Linked DNA regions of Nomascus leucogenys: region 2 is linked to region 1. The links are chromatin contacts, called in public Hi-C maps. All regions are on one chromosome and are shown on one strand. The core of a region is the stretch at or near the end of the contact, and the rest is flanking DNA. Distances in the headings are between cores, read along the strand shown.

The links. A called contact is a pair of places that touch in the nucleus more often than the background predicts.
Region 2: a contact with region 1 is called in a Hi-C map of a lymphoblastoid cell line, with 3 times the contacts expected there. The contact joins the promoter of CDH15 here to the promoter of TRAPPC2L in region 1. A contact is called at or near these places in 2 of 4 Hi-C or Micro-C datasets (both in a lymphoblastoid cell line).

Annotation. Positions count from the first base shown.
Region 1 is chr2:155,039,174-155,045,933 of Asia_NLE_v1, reverse strand. It overlaps TRAPPC2L (trafficking protein particle complex subunit 2-like protein), which reads right to left and starts at 3,925. Exons shown (of 5, transcript XM_003280611.4): 1 at 3,808-3,925; 2 at 2,204-2,376; 3 at 1,239-1,326; 4 at 1,018-1,097. The coding sequence starts at 3,840. GALNS (N-acetylgalactosamine-6-sulfatase) reads left to right here and starts at 4,003. Exons shown (of 13, transcript XM_030820297.1): 1 at 4,003-4,234.
Region 2 is chr2:155,345,850-155,352,609 of Asia_NLE_v1, reverse strand. CDH15 (cadherin-15) reads right to left here and starts at 3,832. Exons shown (of 14, transcript XM_030820454.1): 1 at 3,703-3,832. The coding sequence starts at 3,744. It also overlaps the pseudogene LOC105739403.

The DNA of each region.
Region 1 (6,760 bases), core at 2,676-5,175:
GCTGGCGTTACTGCTAGACCAAGGAGCCCTCTGGTGGCCCTGTCCAGGCATAACAGAAGGCTCGCACTCTTGTCTTCTGGTCACACCTCACTATGTCCCCTCATCTCCTATCTCTGTATGGCCTGGTTTTTCCTAGGTTATGATTATAGAGTGAAAATTATTATAATATTGGAATAAAGAGTAATTACTACCAACTAATGATTAATGATATTCATATATAATCATATCTAAGATCTATATGTGGTATAACTATTCTTGTTTTATATTTTATTATACCGGAACAGCTCGCGTCCCCGGTCTCTTGCCTCAGCGCCCGGATGGCTTGCCGCCCACAGGCGGTGGTGTGACAAGGACGGCCCTGGGCAGCCCAGGAGGCAAGTCTGCGTGGACATTCGCCTGCCTGCTCCCATCTGGGACCAGGATGGCCCCGAGACAGTGTCCTGGTGGAGGGAAGGGCCTGGCTTGGGTCACTGCAGCGTCCTCTTGCCTGCCAACCACAGGGAATGATGTCTTAGAACTGGGGACTCACTGGAAGCAAGTCTGGAGTGTGGGCGTGGACCCCACATTTCCCTCACGATGTTCAAAAGTTAAATCTGTTGACTTTGTGGACTATTCGGAAGACGCCTGCAAACCAGGTTCCCGACTGTTCAAATTCAACATAAAAGATCAGGTAGCTGCAAGAAGATGTGTGATCCCTCAAAGCCACTGCCCATGTGCTTGGCCTGAGTCCTGCAGGCGCCCCAGGTACCCACTGGGCACACCTGGGAAGACAAATGGGCAAGCTCTGTTCCCCGCACCACACACACTCTATCCACTTTATGCGCTGGAGATCTCTGTAAGAGTTGATGTGGAGAAACAGGGCTTTGTGGCTTTAAAACCTCTGCCCTAGGGGGATGGTGCTCATAGCTTAAAAAGACCTTTCCTCCCTTATTTTCCAAATGGTTGCATTTTGGCAACCAAAATGGCAAGGCAGGTCCTACAGAAAGAAGGCGGCAAGACACAGAAAGTAGGGCCCACCTGGACTGGATGCGGTCCCCCGGGTTGTAGAAGGGGTTGCACATAACGTCCGTATAGGAGTTGTGTAGCTTCCGGAACATCTGAAAAAGACCCAGCAAACCGTGACCTTGCCACGTACACACAGCCAGTGCAAGATTTTTTGGTTTCTCAGCATTTCAAAACAAAGTGAAAAAGGAAAAACAAAACGCCCACTCGGGCACGGCCTTCCAACCCCAACTTACGCTGCGAATTTCGTTGTCTCGAAGGGCTGTGTTGGAGGAATCCACCACCATGACAAACTTCACCTTGGAGTTGGTGACGTAGCCGTATCTGCACAGCTGGTTAGGGAAGGCACTCGTAACACAGGGACTGCCGGCGGAGGGCCCTCTGCGGGCCCTCACTTTGGAGAAACGTGGCAACCTTGAATCACAGGAAATGCCCAGGCTGGGCTGGTCCTGCAGTGGCCGTGCTGGGTACAAGCCTAAATACTTTGCTAGGGCGACGTCTGGTGTTTGCAGGAGAAGCAAAGAGCAGGCAGCCAAGCCTTACCCAGTTCACACTCCAGGAGCCGAACCACCTAGACTCTGTCTGTCTGGAACACCTCACCCTCTTTATGAATCAATGCCTGGCCCAGAAAGTTAACTGCAAAACCAGAGGCTTCATAAACAAGGCAGATCCCATCTCTAGAGGCCACATTATCTTGTAAAATAGTGGCTACTAGCAAATGTCACCATGGACAAGCTACATTACTGCTTTTGGGAAGGTCTTTGAACTCCATGGCCTCAAGTGATCTGTCCCAAGGGACTAGACGAGAGTGTCTAGTGACGTACGAGGCAAGGCCTAAGAAAATAAATGAAACTGTTATCCCCTGCTCAAAGGTGGTGGCTCCCCTTGAAAAGCACAGAAAGAAATCCTTGCAGGTACAAAGCAGAAGTGTCCCAGTTCCTCTGCAAACCAGACAACGGACACATGCAAACCAAAACATCCTACAGGGAATTCTAGCCTTGCTTTTCCCAAATGACTCTTCCAATAAAAGAGAGAGAAGAGTTAGAGGCCTTCACTCACCTCAGGCTTCCCTAATTCCCTGGCTGGCTAAAAACTCTCACCTCTTTTTTTTTTTCTTCTCAAAAGTTTCAAGTTATCTGATCCTAAAGTACACCTTGCAATTGTAGGTCCTCCCTGACACACACCCTGCCCTGAAAGATACACCTTGTAGTCCTCCGTGGGGTAGAGCAGGCCCAAGTACAGCTCCCTCTGGTCGACCAGGGCCTTCCCCATCGCGGAGATCTTCTCATCCACCACGTCCAGAGACGTGTGCACCATGTAGTGGAACTTCAGCTCGTTCTCCATAGGGGTGCTGCGAATATAGAGCGGGTAATTCTGCAAGAAAGGATGACGGCCACTGAAAGGACAAGACTCCACCCAGCGCACACCAGCTCCGAACTAGGCTGCAGAGCCATGACCTGCAGCCACCTGGGAAATGCATTCCCCTTCTCTAAGGCCCACCGCTTCATTCTCCATGCCGCAGTGGGCACTGCCTTCAGGGAATCCCATGTGACCTAAAGAGACTTATGTGTTGTTTGCAAAGCAGCAGCAGTAGGGTGGGCAGAAAAGAAAAAATGAATCAGAAAAATGGGCCTGAGCACAGCCTGCCGAGCAAGCCTGGCACCTGGGCAGGCCTCTCATCTTCTCCTGGAGGCCACTCTGCCTCAGCCCACCTCTAACTCTGCATGGGTCACCCAAATACAGCACCCTAAATACTGGCTTTTCTTCACCTTGACAGCGGCCCTTTTACTAAACTCTTCAAGACTCAGCTCAAATTCCCTTCATCTCTGCATTTCTGACCATTGTAAGACCAGCATTAACAGCTTCTTTCTTGGGCTTTCACACACCGCCATTTACCCTGTCTGTTCAGCACTAGGTCCTGCAGAAATACAGTGAACAAGAGTCCTCGCTACCCTCGTGGGGAGTGATACCTAGTCAATAAACCCACAAACAAGCAAATGATCATCTGTGGCCAAGAGGGAAGCCCATGAGCAGCTTAGCAGCAGTCACCGCCCAGCAGGGAGCGGCCTCGAGTCCGGTCTCAGGGGAGACCCTGGCTAGGAAACGAAGGCTCCGTGCAGCAGGAGGGTGGACAGCCACCCAGGTCAGTCTTAGCCTTCAGAAAATGCTTTCCAGTTGAAATATATGTGGGCCAGTAAAGAGGATGGGAGCTGGGGAGAGGTGTTCCGCGTGCAAAGGCTGAGAGGTAAGAGGGCAGAGCATGTCCAGGGAGCTGCAGAATTGTTTGGTTGGAGCGGAGGGTGCCAAGGGTTATGGGGGGGAAAGGATCCCAGACCAGGTTATTCAGACACCATCCTAAGGCAACGAGAAGCCACTGCAGAGGTCTCAGGCAGAGGCGTGACAGGATCCGATTTGTTTTTAACTCGGCTCCGGGGATACTGGCAGGAGGGCCGGGGCCGCCGTCCGCGGGGAACCAGCGCTGGACGGGAGAACGGGCAGAACCTGCTGAGGACGGAGGACGGAGGCAGTGCCCGGGACCACCTAGGTTTCTGGTGGGTCCTGGCGGGGAGGAGACCTGGGGCGTCGAGGGGTGCGTTCAGCAGCGGGACGGGCGAGCGCGGAACTGGGGTCTCAGGGTCTGCCTGGCGGCTCGTCCACTGCGAAGCCCCTGACCGCTGGAGCTCGGGGAAGGCCTCCTCCAGGTCCCATTTCCTAAGGTGCCTTCTAGGCCCAGGGAAGAAGGGGAAAGAAAGCGGAGAGGCGAGGATGGTGCGGGCCCGGACGCCCCACGCCGCGCGTACGCACCTCCTTGGCGATCACCGCGATGCACACCGCCATCTTGGGAGGCCCGGCGCCAGGCACCGCATCACGTGACCCGCCGCTGGTCACGCGGCCTCCCAAACCCCGCCCCGCCAGTCACGCAGCTGGCTCAGGCCCCGCCCCGCTGGTCACGAGTAGGTCCAGGCCCCGCCTCCCGTCCCTCCGCGGACTCTGGCCCCGCCCCTCTGGTCACGTGGCCGTCCAGGCCCCGCCCCGCAGCCCAGCCGGAAGGGCCGGCGGACGTTCGCTAGGTCGGCTCGCTGGCCCGGGCTCCGAGGCTCCCGTGGTTGCCATGGCGGCGGTTGTCGCGGCGACGAGGTGGTGGCGGCTGTTGCTGGTGCTCAGCGCCGCGGGGATGGGGGCCTCGGGCGCCCCGCAGCCCCCCAACATCCTGCTCCTGCTCATGGACGACGTGAGTGCGGGCGGTGGGACGGGGCAGGGCCGGGGTGGAGCGAGGTGGCGGTGGGGGTCGGGGAGGGGGGTGGGGGGGGGGGGGGGGGGGGGTCGGGGAGGGGGGGGGGGGGGGGGGTGGGGGAGGGGGGGGTGGGGGGTGGGGAGGGGGGGGTGGGGGGAGGGCGGGCGGGGTGCGGGGAAGGTGGGGGGGTCCCGCGCGGGGAGGAGGGGAAGGGGGGTATCCCCTTGCGGGGTGGGGGGAGGCCCCGCGGGGAGTGGCCGCGGGATCCAGGCGTGGGGTCTCGGCGGTCAGCGGTCACCACACGCGCTGCAACTGCAGCGTGACCGGGACAGCGTCCTCCCTCGCAGGTGGGTGGCCGGCGTGCTACTGGGCCCTGCCTCCCCCGTCTGACCTTTCCCGCTCTCTACTCTTGGGAAGGTGGGCGCGCAGCGTGGCCTCCCCAAAGGGAGGAAGGGGCTGCTCCTGCCGCTCTGCCTGAGAGCTGCGTCGCCCTGGGAATCACTCCCGCCACCTCTGGCCTCCGGGTCCCCCCGCTGGGCTCCAGTCTTACCTGGTGGCTGTCTCTGTTCCCTGAAGAACGCTGAGCAAAGGTCAGGTGTCCCTGAGGTCTGAAGAACTGAAAGGCTGGAATGTCTCCTGGTGGGCAGGTGCGGGGTCGGGGTCACAGAGCCGGCCTGGAGGCCTCCGTCCCTAACTCCTTGTGGGAGCCCCCTGGAGACTCAGGAATGAGTCTGCCTGGGGCACGGGTCACCGTGCAGGACCCCAGACACACCTGGGGTGTCTCCAAGCTGGGGGGTCACTTCCACTCTTGAACCTCAGCCGCCTCACCTGGGGGGGTCACACCTGTCCCGCTGTGCTCACGTTGTGTGTGAGGACTGGGACGACACCGAATACCAGACAGTTTTGGGCCGTCGATGTCGCTCAGCCCCTGTGTGCTGGCTCCAGACCAGCAGAGACCCTGACAGGGGCCTTCAGACCCACCTGTGCTGACCAGTGGGGGCCACAGGCTGCACGCTAGGACTGGGCAGTCATGGCTGTCGGAATTGGAAGGTGCTGGTCGTGTAAAATACACAGATTTAGAAGACTTGGTGAAAAAAAAATAATGTAAAATGTGAAGTGAGCTTAACAATTTTATTAAATTAATGGTTTTTTATCATAAAGATATACTTGAAAAGATAACAGACACCATCCATAATTTCCCCACCCAGGGTGACAGCTGACAGTCCTGGGCAGCTGCTTTTCCATCTCATATGTCTATTTGTGTGCACTGACTGCTTTCCAGAGCACGCTCTCCAGCCCCCAAGGGTCCGTGTCCTGACAGCAGTGGGCAGGCCTTTCTCAGCACTGAGTGGTATCTCTTTCCTAAAGATACTTTGCTTCAGAATTTCATCCTTTCACTTTTTAAGTTCCTCTGGGCTAGTGTAGATACTTTGTTTCAGAATTTCATCTTTTCATTGTGTAAGTTCCTCTGGGCCAGTATAGATACTTTGTTTCAGAATTTCTTCTTTTCATTGTGTAACTCCCTCGGGGCCAGCATAGCTTCGCTGGGTGAGCTGGGCTCTATAGGTGAAGCCTCCCTGTTCAGCTTCTGCCTTTCCTGATTTTCTCAGAGGACAGAGGGCTGAGGCGGGGCAGCTCATGAATAATTTTTTATGTTGAAGACTTGTCGAAATAATATTTTGGATATGTTGGGTTAAATAAAATATAAAGTTAGTCTGTATTTCACCTACTTCTGCTTTTCTATCGTGGCTCCTGGTAAATACGGAATTGCATGTGGTCTCACCCTGTGTTTCCATAGGACAGCAAGGGTTCAGGCGTGCAGGGTGGAGGGGTGGGGTGTGGCCACCAGGGCACGTGTGGGGGAGGGTGACAGGATAAGTGCCGCCCACCTGGGCACCTGTTCTGTGGTCTCCTCTGTGTGGCTTGTGGGGTCCTTTGGCAGCTGACGCCTAAAGAACCCCAGAGGAGCTCTGTCCTGGCCTGTAGGTGTACTTGTGAGGACTTTCTGATGCCGACAGCAGAAAATGAAGTCAAAGTGACAAGCAAAAGTGGGAATTTCCTGGCCCTTCTGACTCGACAGACCAGGGCCGCCTGGCGAGTTTCCCCTTTCGTGGCTCTGCTGTCTCTGAACTGGCCACATCCTCACTCAGCCTGTGATGGTCCTAGGTGACTCCAAGTCACCCACTGCAGTCAGCAGACCCAGTGGGAGGTTGGCTCTGCCCCTGTGTCATGTGAGCCTGATGTGGGTCTCGGCCCTGCGCCAAGCACACTGGGGGAGGGGCGCATGCTGAGCTGTCCAGCCAGGCCTCAGAGCCTCGGGCCTACCCCAGAAGGGAGACTCCCCCTGATCATCTCATCTGCCTGGACCCAGCACAGAGGGGGTTCCCTGAAGGGCCCATGGTGCAGCTACCAGGACGGGGCAGGGATGCTGGCAGGTGAGAGCCACAGAAGCTCGCGGTGGAGCCCCGAGGTGCCCTGACGTGGCCCAGGGTGCAATGGGTCCTCACAGGCTGTCTTCTCTCC
Region 2 (6,760 bases), core at 2,583-5,082, 310 kb before region 1:
CTGGACAGTGAGGTTCAGAGAGCCTGAGGCATTTGCTCAAAGCCACACAGACAGAGCCAGGAGTCACATAGGGTCTGAGACCCAAGCTAGGCTCTGAACCGCGTGCTCTGAGGGAAATCCAGCCACAGAGCCACACAAGCCTTGGGGTAGGCCCGGGCATGGGGCAGGGAGACCCCAGGCTCTAGGAACGCCACATGGCTGAGGTGAGGGGCCACCCCCACCCAGGCAGATGTTTCCATCCCCTCCCTGCCCAGCTGCCACCAAACCTGGGCCAGCCCTGCTCCCCCACCCTCCAGCTGCCTCCACCGGAGACCCTCCAGTCACGCTGGGCCGGGTGCGGTCAAGGCAGAGGCTGGGAGTCCTGGGCCCAGGCCTGTCCGCAGCCTGAGTTCACCAGGTCACAGCGGCCGCAGAGCCTTGGGAAGGCTCACTTGCCCAGATCACAGCCGGTGTGGGTGTGGGTGGGCGGACAGGCCACAGCCCACTTCCGGCTCTCGGGGGCGTTCTCAAAGCTGGCTCTTTGTCCTCCCACCCCACCCCCGTCCAGGAAGACGTGGCCAGTGGAGGGAGGGCCTGTGAGCTGTCTTGGGGAGATCGGGACATCCGGTGCCCAGAACAAAGCCACATCAACGCAGCCAGCCCACAGCCCCGCACCTGGGCTAGGGGACGCAAGCACCCTGGGAGGTGGATTTTGTGGACACGCGTCCATTCCTCTCTGTCCCCCACCCAAGCCAGGCAAGACCAATGGACATTAGCGACCTGCTTCCCCACAGTGGGTCCCCAATGACACCCCCAAGCTCATCCTTGACTGGGCCCTTAGCCAAGAACCTGGAGGGAATCAGCTTGAAGCCCTTGAGACGTCTGGAGCCACCACCCTGCAGCCAAGCTCCTGGGACTTAATGCCTCTGCCTTGGGATCTGCTGCTAGCCTGACACTGAACCCCAAGGGGCTGCTGCGTGAGAAACTCCGCACACATGGAGCGCTCGCTACAGTTTACAAACACCACTGCGAGGCGGGAATGGGGTTTACAAACACCAAAGCAAGGTGGGAATGGGGTTTACAAACACCACTGCGAGGCGGGAATGTGGTTTACAAACACCACTGCGAGGGGGGAATGAGGAGCAGTTCTGGGGCTGACCTCGCACTCCTGCTCCCCCGATTTTCCAAAGAAGGATGCTTCGAGATTCTAGGAACACGCTTGGTAGCGCGTGGGTGGGTTTGCCTGGGAAGGCAGTGTGAAGGCCCCTCAAGCTTCTCAGGCTTCAACCCCTCCCCCAGGCTGGAATCTGGGGCCACCCCGTTCCTGGATGGCCAGGTATGCCAGGAATGGCGCCAGTTGTTGGCCTGGCCCAGAGCGGCTGGAGCATCTTCCCTGGGCCCCACCCTCTCTAGCTGCTGCGGGTTTCAGAGAAGGGATGTGGAAGAAGAGGCGTGGAGGCAGCTGTCCCTCCAAAGCAGTGTCTGGGGCTGTCCTGCCACTGTGGGAAGAACAGTGGCCTGGGAGCCACTTCCCTTCTTGGCCTCGGTCACAGTCACCCGAGCTAAGAGCCCCCGCCTGGCCCCCAGGGTGCTGCTGACTCTGTCTCCCAGAGCCCAAGGAGCTCCCAAAACCCAGATGCAGAAGTGGGGCCCTTCCCAGCAGGCTGGGGTTCTCTGTGAGTCAGCAGTGCTGCCCCAGACCTCAGCCACCTCCCAGCTGGGGTGGGGTTCCAGGTGTAGAACCAGCAACTAGGACGGTGTAGGTGCAGCAGCGCTGACAGGGGCCAGTTCTGAAGACACCCTCTGGGTGGGGCTGAGTGAGCTCAGCAATCAGAGGTGGCCTGAGCAGGGGAGGAACCCCTCACCTGGGGAAGGCCCTGATGGGCCCACGCTGCCTGCCTGGGGGCTCAGCAGGAGGCGGCCCGGGACCCCGAGGCTGCCCAGGAGAGCACACAGTCCTGAAAGCTGAGCTGCTGGGGGAGGGGCAGGCAGGGTCCTGACACTGACATATTTTGCCTCACAGCGGAGTGAATTCGAGCCTTGGCTATAGTCCCCTTGCCAGCTGACCCCCACCTCCACCACCTCCCCCAGCCTCCAGCTGTCAGGGGAGGGTGCTATTGTCCCCCAGCCCTGGGGGCGAAAAGAAGGGACAGTGAGAGGGGAGACTTCTGGGGAGGGAGAGGTCCTGCCTGCCTCCCCACCTGCCACAGAGCCCCCCTGGGGCCTGTTGAAAGGCAAACACTCCCAAATCCAAAGGAAGAGGTCTCGAGGAATGTTTTCACAGGCGCCGGCCTCCCCGCCACCATGCCCCGGGTTGCGGTGCCAGGGAAGAAACGCTGTCCCCAGAGCAGGTGGGGAAGGGCCCTGGAGGCATGCAGCCCCCCAGCCTGCGGTCCTGGGAGGGCTGAGGGGTGGAGGGCTGGGGGCTGAGCACGCATGCTGAACCACTGTCTCCCCCGCCACTGTCTCCAGATGGGGGAGTGGGGGGTGGCAGGAGCCATGGTGCCCCTCAGGGGCAGCTGCTGGAGGGTCTGGCTGGCCAGGCGCCTGGTCAGCTGCCAGGGGCTGAAATTGGAGCCAGCTGGAGCTGGGAGGCCTGTGGGAATGAGGGGACTCAGGAAGCCCCTTCAGTGGGGGCTGGGAAAGGAGTGGCTTCCCTTACTCGCTGTGTCCAGCACTCCCTGACCACCCTAGGACCACAAGAGCAATGAATGCTGTGAGCACCGCTAAGCCCTTTGTGTGCATTCTCTCTTGAATTGGCAAGAGAGACGCTGCTCTCTTGTGCCCAGTGATGTCCGAACCACAGCCGGCCGTGCCTTAGCCCAGCCCAGTCCCTGGGGGCTGAAGCCACTGAGGCCACATCCTCCATGTCTAGGTCCCCCTAGGGTGTGAGGAGACGTGGCTCCAGCTAGGCAGTACAAATGGCGGGTGTGGGGGGCCGAGGCCTGGGCTTCCTTCCACGCTGGCTTGCTCCCACGTTGGAGACACCATGGTGCCAGCAGTCCAGAGAAGATTTTTAGGGGCAGAGTCCAGCAGGCTCTGGGGGCTGGGCCCCCAGGCCTGATCACCCCAGGCAGCTGCGGCAGGGTCCCAGGTGAATCCCACAAACAGAGCCCCCAGGGCTGCCACACGCCAGTCTACAAGGCCCTGTGTGTTGGGACCTGGCTCGGGCTGGGACCTCCCAATCGAGAAGTAGCCGTGAGTGTGAGTTCCTGGGGGCAGGGCCTGCAGCCACCCCTGCTGGCCGGGAACTTGCGGTGGGGGATTTGGACATCACCCAAGACTAGCCAGGGGTCCTGAGCCCACCGCAGGGAGCCCCTGTGGAAACCTGGCCCCCAGACCCCCCAGAGAGGGGCACTCCTGCCGTTCCCCCTCTCTCTCTGCTCCACTCAAGACTGGCAAGCCCCCAGACCCCGGCAGGGGTTCCTCCAAAGAGAGGGCACGGCTACCTGGGTGGTCCCTGCCTGGGGTCCCTGACCCCAGCAGGACTCTGCAGTCCTGGGGGTGATTCCACCAGGTGGAGTGTTTGGTTACACTCCCTCCCCACAACCCCTGGGGTGCTGCCCCCAGCCCACGGACCCACCCGGGGCCACTCAGGTCACAGGCCCCCAAAGGCGGCCAGGGCCAGCGGTTCTGGGGGAGACCTGTGCGGCTGCAGCTGAAGACACTGTCCCGCAGGGCCGAGGGAGGCAGCGGGGACCCCCGCAGGTGCCGATGCCTTACCTGGGCCAACAGCCCGAGGACGAGGAGGAGCGCGGCGTCCATCGGGGCCGGGGCGGGAGCGGGTCGGGAGTGCACCCGCGACCCGAAGGAGCGCGTCCAGGCTGAGTGACAGCGCAAGTGCGCCGGGCGGGCCAGGGCCAGAGACAGCACGTGTGAGGGGGGCGGGGAGGGGCAGGGCAAGGGCTGAGTGACAGCACGAAGGAGGCCTCTGACGGGCCGAGGGCCGGCCTGGGCAGGGCTAAGGCTGAGTGACAGCGTGTGGGCAGGCGGGTGGGGCGGAGCCTCTGGCGGCTAGGGCGGGGCCGGAGGCTGAGTGACAGCCCGTGTGCGAGTGGGGCAGGTGGGCGGGGCCGGGGCCGAGGGCTGAGTGACAGCGCAGGTGCGCCTGCGGGGCGGTGACCGCACGAGGCTGGTGGGGCGGAGCCAGAGGAGGAAGGGGCGGGCGGGGCGGGGCCGAGGGTTGATTGACACCTTGTGAGAGGATGGGGTGGGGCCGGGGCGGGGCCGAGGGCTGAGTGATAGCTTGTGCGGGGCTCCAGCGGGCAGGGGTAGGGCTAGGTCGGAGATACCCCGGCTGCTGCGTTGGGAGCAGAGCCAGAGGCCAGGCTGTGGGCAAGGCAGGGTGGGTGCGGCCGGGTCAGGGACCATCTGGGATTCGTGGCTTCTTCATTTCCTGCTCCTTGGGCCCGGCTCGCCCCTGCTCCAGGGCGTCTGCACTGCAGTCCCTACCGGGGGACGCCTCCTGAGCACTTCCTTGGGCCCCTCGCCGCTCTGGCTGCGTCTCCTGCGCCTCCCCGTATCCCACTGAACACTGGGCCCACCCTCCACGCACCTCCTCGCAGCCTCATTTTGCCCAGCTCCTATTCAGTATGGAACTCTCTAGTTCACACGCCTCTGATACCAGCGTGGCTCGTAGGACACCCCCAATTCCCCCAGTCCACGCGCCTCCTCCCGCATCCCCTTGTTCCCCGAGGCCCCCTGCCTGGAGCACCTTCCTTCCTACAGAACTCCTTCTCATCAGCCCTCAACACCCAAGGTCAGCGCTGCCCTTTCCTGGAGCCTCCTTGCCACCTCGGCCAGAAGCCCTCCCTCCTGTTGACTGTGGCACCTGCTCTCCTCTTCCAGACCCCGCCCCCTGGGAGGGCGTGGGTGGGGCTCAACACCTGCACAGGCCCAGCGCACGGTCAGGAAGGTCCTGGAGGGAGGGTGGAGGGGGCTGGAGGCAGGAGGACCCTTTCTTTTGAGCAGGCAGGGTGGGGAGTGGGGGTTGCTGACCAGCTCGGGGCCGGGCTGGGGAGCCCGTTCCTCTCTGTGATGGGAGCAGGCCCGGTGCTTCTGCTCTTATGTCGACTGTGGGTGGCTGTGCAGGTGCAGGCACCATCTGTGCACTTGGCCTGCTTGAAAGGAGGCCGGGCTGCCCGGGAGACTCAGGCCAGGACTGTCCCTAGTGCTCACTGCTCCAAGATGAGAGAGGGCAGGGAGTCCATCTCCAGACTGGGAGGCCTCTGGGGCTGGGGTGTAGCCTGTTGGGGACCACCGTCCTGCCTCTGTGGTCAGTGACCTCAAAATACGGGTGGAGAAGCCCTCTGAGTGCTTTTGGTTTTCATCCTCACGGGACTATTGCGGGAGTGAGGTAGGAGTCCTCGCCCTCCCCACAGAAAGAGGTCTGGGGAGGCTGCCGTCTGCCAACCCCAGCTCCTCTCCGCTTCCACCCTGCACCCACCTCGCTTCAACCACCTGCCTCCCACCCATCTCGGGGAGAAACGGAGGCCAAATCCCTCCTCCATGGGATGTGGGGGTCTCTAAGGGAAAGGCTAAGCTGGGCCAGGTCCTCGGTGAGCCCCAAATGCAGGGCGCGGCCAGGGAGGCAGCCGCCTTGGCCACTGTGGGAGGGCGTGCTCCCTGGCTGTCGGGCCATCCCCCAGGGACAGGTGCCCCCAGCGAGGGACCCCACTCCACATGCTCCCAGGGCAGCAGGAAGGTCAGGAGGCAGGAGCCTGGGTCCAGTCCCAGCTGGGAGCCTTGGGCTGGAGGTTCTCCCCCGGGCCTCAGTTTCCCCTTGTGTCAGAGGAAGGTGGCAGGGAAGGGCTCGGTACCCTGAGTCTGGAGGTCCTGTGCAGTGGGGGAGGGTTACATTTTCGGCTGCAGGACCATCAGCCCTAGAAGAGCTTTCCTGGTGGACCTGGAGAAGCCGGACCCTCCCTCTGCACCCCAAGCCTCCAGTTAGGACCCCACTCTGGGCCTTCTCCTCTTTTTCCAGAGTCTGCAGTCCTGAGCCTTTGGGACTCACCCCCATCACTCCTGCCCTCTGCCTTGCTCACCTCAACTCTCCAGCTCGGGGGACGCACCTCATGGGCATGGGGTGGGGGTGGGGCCGGCTGAGGTGTAGAGGGGCTTCCCTGTCCACAGCCTCAGTTCCCACCCTATTTCCTCTCCCCAGTATGAGGAACTGGGGGACAACAAACAGGGTCCCGGACCCCCCAGAAGCCTTGCAGTCCTGGATGTCCCAGAGGTCCCCCCACCCCCCAGCCCTGGGCCACTCCTCCTGACATCGGAAGCAGTGGTCCAGGGTGGGCTGAGGAATTTCCAACTTTCTCACGATAGATGCAGGCGGGTGCCGGTTTTCAGCTGAGACGCCATGGTGTCTGCTCTGGAGTGATTCTGTAATCGCACAGTGCACTTGACCTTCAATTATTAGATTGTATTTATGTAATTACAGTGTATAAATATACAGCATACCCCAACCACTAGGGGGCAGGCGTGATGCAGGACGCTGGGGTTGAGCCAGGTGTGCTGGACAGGGGCCCTGTGGAGGCCCAGGGCTTAGGCCAGATGCAGCCCCGTTACCGGAGAGGTAGTGGGGGCTGGAGGGCAGGGGTTAGCAGGTGTGAAGGCGGCTCCTACCCAGGGTGCGGGGCGTGGAGGGCAGAGGGGAGACGTCCAGGGAGTTTGGGTGGCACCCAACACCAAGGGAGGGGATCCCGGTGTGGGGAGGCCCTGGTCTCCATCTGGGGGCTGTGTCCATTCTAGACCTGACCTGAGGCTGGGGTGCCTGTGG